Linked DNA regions of Gossypium hirsutum: region 1 is linked to region 2. A link is a contact called in public Hi-C data. All regions are on one chromosome and are shown on one strand. The core of a region is the stretch at or near the end of the contact, and the rest is flanking DNA. Distances in the headings are between cores, read along the strand shown.

Region 1 (4,645 bases), core at 842-3,341, 930 kb after region 2:
TTTAGATTAATTTGACGAATAATGCAAGTTTAAGAGTTAAAAGAGATAAAAAAAATAGAGAGTTAAAATAAATTTTTTATAAAATTAAAAAATTAAATAAATCATTATACATTTTTATAATATTGGAGAAATAAAACAAAAAAGGAAAGGATCTTAGTTTAATAAATGAAAACAAGTTAATTTATGGCTGTGTGTGGGGGATCTTTTGGCGTTTGCTCCAGGTTACGTCTCTCTGTCTCTCCCACCTTATATTATTACTATTATTATCTTTTTCTTGTGTTAATTATGGGTTTACAGTTGTCGCTTGTCCACGTGCGGGCCTACCAAGTCAAACCTTACTCCCCGATTATTCCACTCCCTTCAAAAAATCGAGTTGAAGCCAAAGGTCTTTTTAATTTCTTTTTAAAACTAATATCCCACTTCAATTATAAAATCTTTGTTAAGCAATTGGAGGGTAAAAGAAGTCAAACAAATTCAAAGGTTTTATCACCAAACTTTAAAAAAAAAAATACAACCATTAATTGTAAGTAAATGTCGCTCGTTCGATCTCTTTCTATATTTTCTTCTTTAGAAATATATTCAAATGTCCAATTTTTATCCTTCTTTAAAAGATAATAAATAAATTTAATTAAAGTCAATTTAGAAAATATTAATTTTGAAATTTAAATAATAGACAATATTTATTTTTAAACAATTAGAATTTAAGCACCTTATTATCTATAATATAGAATATAGATGATACCAACAATATATTATAATGGAAGGTTATATTAATCATTCGAAAGGATAGCAAATTAATGGTCAAATTGAGTCAAACCTTACAAGCGAAGGTGTTTGAAACGTGCAACGATTGACTTCGACAACGTGAAAGTGTGGATAAGTGAGGTAAGTAAGGCGATTAGTTTGGGAAATGATCGGCGATCAATCTTATAAAAATGGCGCCTAATTGCGGGGCCCAACCAACTATCTTTCTCAATTCCAGCTCTTCACAACTTGTGCCAATCCTTTTCCCAACACTCAATGCCCCCGTGAATTTTATTTCCCAATTTACCCTTCCAATCCTTTTGAGTGTTTCTTGTGTGGGAGAGAGATTTATGTATTTTGTTATATCATATTTGTCTCTTGTAAATAATAAAAAAAGAAATGTAAGATAAAAGTTTTATAAAAGATTCGAAAATTTTTAAGATTAGATTTTTAAAATATTTTTTTTATAATATTTTATTTAAAATAATATTACATAAAATTTAATATATAATTTAATAGTTAAATTAACGATTTTAATAATAAAAGAATCTAACTAATATAACCGAGATGCTTTAAGAATTTCATTAGAATAATTTAAAATTTAAAAATTAATTTAGAATAAAAGTGGGTTTAAAAATATTTAGTGAAAGTACTACATTTTTTAATACCATTTCTGAAGTATTCCGCAGACAATTGCAAAATGCACTTTGAATGAAAGAAATTCAGTTGATTTGACAATAAATTTAATAAATACTTTTTATTCTTTTTAGTTGAATCATAGAAATTTAAGTATTTTTTTCGAAATTTTACTGCATTTTATATTATCCTCATTTTTAAAATATATAAATTTGATTTAGTTTATATTTTTATTTTTTATTGACTTGGTATAGTAAGATAATTAAGCATTAATTCAGTTATTAGAATAAATTTTCATATGTAAATGAAATTATTATAAATTATTAAAATTTTAATCATAATAAATTTTAAACATAAAACACAAATATATTAAACAATTAACTTCATCAATATAATCGAAGAATTAACACATATCATGAGTATTGTATTAATCTTCTATTCATATAAATATATGTATGTGTGCCGGAGCAAAGTCTGAAATTTTGAGAAAGATTCAATTTTAATAATATATTTTTACGATAATAAAAAATATAATTTTATTATTTTAATAACTTATAATTTTTTATAATTAAACTTTATTAAAATGGACAAACTTTGTTAGAAATAAAAAAAAAACGAAAATATTCAAGGAAAGGTGGGCAGGGCAGGGCGGGGCAGGGCGGGGCAGCAAATAGCTATGAAAGTGGATGGGGATGGCTTCCTGTTTGTATGTATTTGAGACTCCCTTTCCCTTTTTACAGTGAAGGACTGAATTAAGAGTTACCAACCGCAACAGAGGGAAAAAAGAAAAAGAAAAATAAAAACAGTCGAACATGCTCTGTTTAGAGTCATCTCATTCCTTTCTACTTGTGTCCTTCAAACCTCCTTAAAATTTGAAGCTTAAATCCCCACCTTCCATTTTTGCTTAGCAAAAATCTCACTTTCATCTTCCCTCTAATCTTCCAATATATTTTCTTTGATCTTCTTTTTTTACTACCATCTATCTAAATCTACCATTTTCTTTAACCTCTTCAAGGAAAAGAAATAGTAAAAGCCAGGATTTTCGTGAACTTAGCTCTAGTTTCTTCACTGACCCTTTGCTTCTCTTTGTCTGATTTTGTTTTAGATTCATACTTCTTGCTCATCATTTACAGCAAAAGCTAAACCTTGCTCAAACTTTTATCAAGTCTAATTTATGTTTGATCTAGTTTTCTCTCTATCTAGTCCTAAACTTTTTTTGTGTTAACCCTTTTAGGCCGAGTTGTTTGATCAAACTCTATTTTTATCTATTTTTTGCACTTAATTTTAGCTCAAAGTTTCAATCTTTTCTTTTTTTTTTTTTTTGTTAGAAACAAGAAAAATGGATCCTAAGGTTTCACAATTTGTGATTCTTCTACCATTAATCTTTCTTCTTATTGTTCAAACCCTCAATGCCTTGGATTCTTCTTCTGCTACAATACCCATGAATTGTACGGACACATCAAGATTATGCACATCTTTTTTGGCTTTTAAGCCGCAGGGAAACCAAAGTCTAGCAGTGATCCAGAGCATGTTTGATGTGATACCACAAGACATTACAGTTGAAGGAGAGGACAGCCATGGCTACATATTCATAAAAAAGAACTGTTCTTGCTTGACATCCTCCAAGAATTATGCAACAAACACAACCTTTACAGTGAGATCAAATCAAGGGTATGTTTATGACATGATTTTAGAGGCTTATGATAGGCTTGCAATGGTTCCAAATGTTAGCAGGCCGGCAAGGATTGGAGCTGTGGTGTCTTTGAGGCTGTTTTGTGGGTGTTCAAGTAGTTTGTGGAACTACTTGATGAGTTATGTGATGAAAGATGGGGACAGTGTGCAATCTTTAGCTAGTAGATTTGGGGTTAGCATGGATAGTATTGAGCAAGTTAATGGGATTTCAAATCCTGATAATGTCACTGTTGGTGCTTTGTACTATATTCCCTTGAATTCAGGTTTGCCTAAAAAATCATTTAATTTTTTCTGTTTATTCTTTTTACCATTTTCTGTGTGTGGTTTCTTAGGAATTTGCATGAGGAATGCTATTTGTTTGGATATATCCATATTGAGTTGCTTTTCAAGAGATGGGCATTTATGATTTTGATGATAATTGCATAGTTTCTGAGAACTCTTTAAGTTTTGCAAATACAGGAGTTAACAAAGTTGGTAAAATAAGATTTTTGCCCATAGTTTATAATTAGGTATACTAAGGACTTGGAACTGGAGCCTACTTGGTTTCTATCTGAAGTCATAATGTGAACTTTGAGGGAAGGTGCTAATGTCATGGATTTCGGATATGCAAACAATATCATATTAATGCAAGCAATAATGAGTTCATGCATATTCTTGTTTTATAGCTGTGATTAGAATTGACAAATGTCTTTGCTTTATGATCTATTTCCTTGAATTACAGGGCTATTAATTGGTGTTTTTTCATTATGCCTTGTGTGTTGTTTGCAACTGGCAATGCGTACCGAGAATAGACATTTCTCTTGTTAATTTTGTTGGATTTACTTACTGTTTAGTTCTCCTCTTATAGCAGAAAGTTTTAGACTATAGCTTGCTTATATATATTGCAGTTCCTGGTGAACCGTATCATGTGGAGAATGAGATCCCCCCAGCACCTGTTCCTGCACCGTCAGCTGATGCAATTTCAGGTATGAATTGGTAAATCTAAGTGAAGGAAGTAAAGCCATGTTACTTGGACTGAAGTGTGAGTGTTGAATATGGGTATGTATGTGTCTGACATGGGCATGCTAAATTTTTCCATGTTATTATGTGTCTTTAGCGGGTCATATCCCCACATCCATGTTCGATGGGTACAACAAGCAAAACGAAGTCAGCTGTACAATGCCAACTACCAGCTGACAACTATAAATAAACGACATGCTTCACAGTGTGATGTATGTCAAAATTGAAAATTTTAAGTTTTACATAACAAGATATGGATTCTAGCTCTGTTTAAGTTCTGAATTGCTAGTGCCGCTTCTTTCTCAAAAAAAAAAAAAAATTTTGGCTGTTATGTTTTTCTTGTGTGTTATAATGTTACCTCTGTTCTGTTTGGTTGCGTGAATTATAGTAATGTCTGGTAAACACTCCTTGGTGAGGGGGGAATGTAAGTAATAGTTCGCTTGATATTGTGCAAGAAATATAATGTAGTATATTTTTAACTTTTGTGCAGAAATTCAAGTAAGTCCTAAGGCTCACGTGCCATATCGATGGATCATCGGGGCGTTGGGTGTTGGCCTTGCTCTCATTATATTAA
Region 2 (4,540 bases), core at 1,547-4,046:
CTCCAAAAGTTGTCTATTTAGGCTTAGGGCTAGTTTGATAATACTTTTAAAAAGTGTAGTGGAAAAATTCTCTTGAGAAGTGGTTTTAAAAAGTTTGGTTTAAAATTTGAGTGTTTAATATTACTGTCAAAAAATGCTCTTGAAAAATAAAATGTCCATTTTAGATATATTATTATCAAGTAACAAATATGCATTTAAATAATATTTAAATTAATTAATATTATTACATTTTAGCAAAAATATAAAAAAATATTATAACTTGTTGTTAATATTTTAATATATGAAATATAAATTTTAAATATTTTTAAGCAATAAATATTAATTATTTATAAAATTTAATTAGAATATATAAACTATATTTTAAATATTTAAATATAACTATTAAATATTTATAATTAGTATTTTAAAAAAATATTTTTAATTAATGATTTTAACACATTTGTAATTAAACACCAACAAAAAATAGAGGAAATTATTATGTTATTGAAAAGCCGAAAAAAGAAATTAAGCATTAAAAGTGCTTTTTAGAGAAGAAAAGCTAAAAATTTTAGTTTATTCTTTTTAGAAATACTTTTAAAAAATACTTCTGAAAAACTAAAAATGTCAGTTAAAAGTAGTTTGTTTAGCACAACTTTTTTTTTCAGAAGTATTTTTAGAGCTAGAAATGCTTTTTTTAAGTACTACAGAACAAGCCCTTAGTTTAGGAATAAATTTTAAAAATGCATTTAAGAAAAAAAATTTTGGGAAGAAACTAAAATTTTTAACAATACTTTTATCTTAAAAATATTTCTTAAAAACAATACTAAATACATTACTTACCTAAAATAAAAAAATAATTCTAAATACACCCTAAAAAAGGAGTGCCTCCTCGCACAGGTAAAATAAAAAAGAAACCAAAATTGACGTGGTTAGTTGTGTTGAAAGCTTGTCAGATCCTTGCCTTTAGACATTGGTGCTTCAGATCACTAGCCTCCGAGTTTTCTTCATCTTGTAAAAGTCATTGGCTTTATTTTAGATCAATGTCTTATACGATATTTTAAATCCAATCTGCTTCATATTTCTTTTCATCGACGAAACGAAATGACTGTTCAAAAAAATAAAAATTCTATACTCATTTAACATTTAAATTTTAAATGTTAAAAATTTCAAGAAAATAAAATATAAAATTTCAAGAAATAATCAGTATTAGAAAATAAATATTTTATTTTGAAAAATATAAAAATTTCTATACTCATTTAACATTTAAATTTTAATATATGTAGTTTAATTTTGAAACATTAAATCCCTTTCTATATATTTTTATTTAAAAATTTTGATGCTTTTACGAACTTCCATCTAACTTTGCCTTTAGTTGTAGACATGACAATCATGAAAAATAAGGCAAAGATAACTTTTATAGCTTATAGTTTTTTTTTTTATCAATTTAACCCCTATTATTTAAAAATACATAATATTGTAAAACAAATGAATGATAAATATTTGTTTTTATATTTTCAATAAATATATTTTTTCTATAATATTAAAAATTACTGAATAATTAGAAACTCATTCAAAAATAAAAATTTTAAAATAAAAAGTTATGCCTTTCAATTCAGGCCACCTGTTGGTATTCATGTCACTGGTTACTAAATTTTAAGGATGTTAATGGTTTGTTGTTACTACCAATCCCTTTATGGTTGTTGATTAGCATAATATTCTTCTATTGTTATGTAAATGTCATATAATTTATGAGGTAGACAGAAACTAGTAATTACCATTGGTTTTTGCTTCTCCAAATGTAAAAGACCATAACATCATTCCATGGGTTATAGGTTAATGTAGTTTGCAAAGAGAATTATGTAGTATATAACCATATATGCCTTAACTCTTCTTTTTATTTAATCTTTTAGCAATCAAATGGGTGGCTATTGGAAGAGAAACCTCATTTGACAAAATTCAAAGGTAATAATTTTTTTATGGAAATTTATATAGTGTATTTGTGGGGATTGTATTAGCCTTAAGAATCAATTTAGTTATGTGATTTTTAATTGGGTTCACGAGTTGACTAGAGTAGTTTTATTTTCTGCTCATCTGCATATTTGAGATTCAGTTCCACATTTTACAAATGATGGATATTAGGATGGGCGTATGGGTGTAAGGGGAGGGCCTGGTGGTCTGGGTTAGTTTTATTGTCCATTTTTCGCTGGCTACTCTCTTGTGCTTTCTTTAATCAATGATATTGCCATTTACTTCAAATTATATATATTATAACTAAATTAAATGATTTTTTTTAATTTTAAATATTTTTTAATATTTCATAATTTTATAAAATATAATTTTTAATTGAAAATATGTAAAAAGATATTTCTTAATTTTTTTAGAATGTTTTATGTATTTTTAAAATTAAGGGCCAAATCGATAAACGAATATAAAATGTTTTAAGTACTATAAAAGTTTTTCAACAGCAAAATTGGATGGAAGGAGCAAGAATTTTAAATCAATGAAAATATCAAAAAAAATATCTCAAGGATTAAATTTTAAATTGTGAAAGAATAGAGGACTTTTGACAAATTTAAACCTTCAAAAGAATCAACTTAGCTCGATGAAACCGTATAATTAGAGAATAAACAATTCACAAGTCTCACTCACTGGACTCCTAAAATTTCACTTGTACTAATACCCGTCCTCCCTCGATCAAACGGCGCCTCTTTACTGAATCACTCAATCAAAACCCACAGTCAAAGTGGAAAACATGACAGTATGTAACGCTAGCATATACACAAAAAATATTAAATAGAGAAAAAGAAGCTTGCATTATTGAGAGAGAATTCTATTTTCCCTGCTCAGTCATTTCAGTCCTTTTAAGAAAAAAAAAATTCCTAAAAATCCAAAATTCTCCTTCGCAAAGAGAAAAAGATAGGAATATATATTTCTTCTCAGGAAGAGGGAGAAAATTTGGGTGTCTGTTGTTTGTTTTTCTTTGGGTTATTGTCAATGGTTGAATTATAGAAATCGAAACAAATATTTCAAATTTTACCCCTTTCGAGTTTAACAAGGAAGAGAGAACAAAAATAGCTAACTCAAGATGCGATCTTCAATTTGATTTTGGGAGTGTGGTTGAATCTAGGCCGTTTGGTTTTCAATTTTCGTGATTGATTATTAGACAGTGAAATTACAGGCAGAAAGGCAAACCCAAAAAAAGAAAGAGAGAGAAATGCACGGAGGCGATGAGGTGGTCGCAGCTCTGGCAGGACCGCCACAACCGTTGGATTGGAAATTCTCTCAGGTTTTTGGTGAAAGAACCGCTGGAGAAGAAGTTCAAGAAGGTAAATTATTATTGTTTCTGGATCCAATCGGTAATTTGTAGGTCTTTTTAGAACTAGGGTTTATTTTGGTGCTTTGGATCTATTTGGGATCATGGGATATTGAGTAATTATTGTTTAGGTTAATGGGTATGAGAAATTGTGACTTTTTTTTTTGTAAGGTTTTTGCTTTCTTTTGGTTCCAAATAATGCTTGGAATAATATCTGGGTATTTTGTTAGAAATAAGATAGTGTGGAAGTGAAGATGGTGAAGTTAGTGATGGTGCATGCACAAAAAGTTGTGCCTTCTTTGTGTGTTTCTGGTAATCGTTTTGATTTTAATAATTTATGTACTTTTCTTCTGGTTTTGGGGTTTTAGTGCATGGCAATTGATTAACAGTTTTGAGATTTGAATTGAAATTGGAATCTGGGTATTATCACTTTGTTAAGATGGAGATAGACAATGTTTCATGAGTTTATGGCACAAATCATAACTCATGGATGAATGACAGCATTGATGTGGCACGGGTATACCATTTATATGATGGGGGTTCAGATTCCTAGCTTTATTTGGTGGTGGTTTATTTCTAATATGAATCGGTTATGTTATGGTATGGTAAACTTCTTAGTAAGTGGGACAGTCAGAAAATGGGTTAGATTATGAGTTGATTGATGCAAGATTGTGTGCTGCTGCTAGGAAAGAAATAATTCTGTGATTGGTAGATATTTGGCTGTTTAGATACTACTTCAAATTTTTATTGATCAATTTAGTACTCAATACTGAAACTTGGCTTAACAATTTGAATTCAATCCTGTGTAAGTATAATGTGGGTAAACTTTGAAGCATGCTACTGAAACAGATGACTAGTGGCCTTAGGTTTTCAGAAACATCAAAGTATGCATGGTAATAGTTCGGGTTGGATTAGTGAGATATGGATAGCTTTCAGAAACATTTCTGTTGACTCTGGTTGAATTGATAACTATTTTCTATATGCAATAACTCAAGCATAGCTAATCATTGCAAAATTCTATTTTGAGTTCTGGAGAGGCAATTAATCATAGTCTCTGGCTAGGATTTTTTTCTTTTTTTGTTTTTTGGAAAGGAACTATCTTGGACTTTCTCACTAGCTGTTCAGTAGCTCTCTTTTTATTCTTCTTGTCTCTCCAAATTAAGCTTGTTATCGCCACAATGACATTTTTCTAAGCTTGGTAGAATAATAATGATGCAAGGGCGATGAGAATATGCATTACAACGCTGT

The links. A called contact is a pair of places that touch in the nucleus more often than the background predicts.
Region 1: a contact with region 2 is called in a Hi-C map of leaf, with 1.9 times the contacts expected there. The contact joins the promoter of LOC107951804 here to the promoter of LOC107951933 in region 2. A contact is called at or near these places in 3 of 34 Hi-C or Micro-C datasets (leaf and seedling).

What each region holds. Positions count from the first base shown.
Region 1 is chrA02:83,526,910-83,531,554 of Gossypium_hirsutum_v2.1, forward strand. LOC107951804 (lysM domain receptor-like kinase 3) reads left to right here and starts at 2,092. Exons shown (of 11, transcript XM_041084987.1): 1 at 2,092-3,335; 2 at 3,960-4,037; 3 at 4,562-4,645. The coding sequence starts at 2,720.
Region 2 is chrA02:82,597,176-82,601,715 of Gossypium_hirsutum_v2.1, forward strand. LOC107951933 (serine/threonine protein phosphatase 2A 55 kDa regulatory subunit B beta isoform) reads left to right here and starts at 2,797. Exons shown (of 14, transcript XM_016887119.2): 1 at 2,797-3,305. The coding sequence starts at 3,194.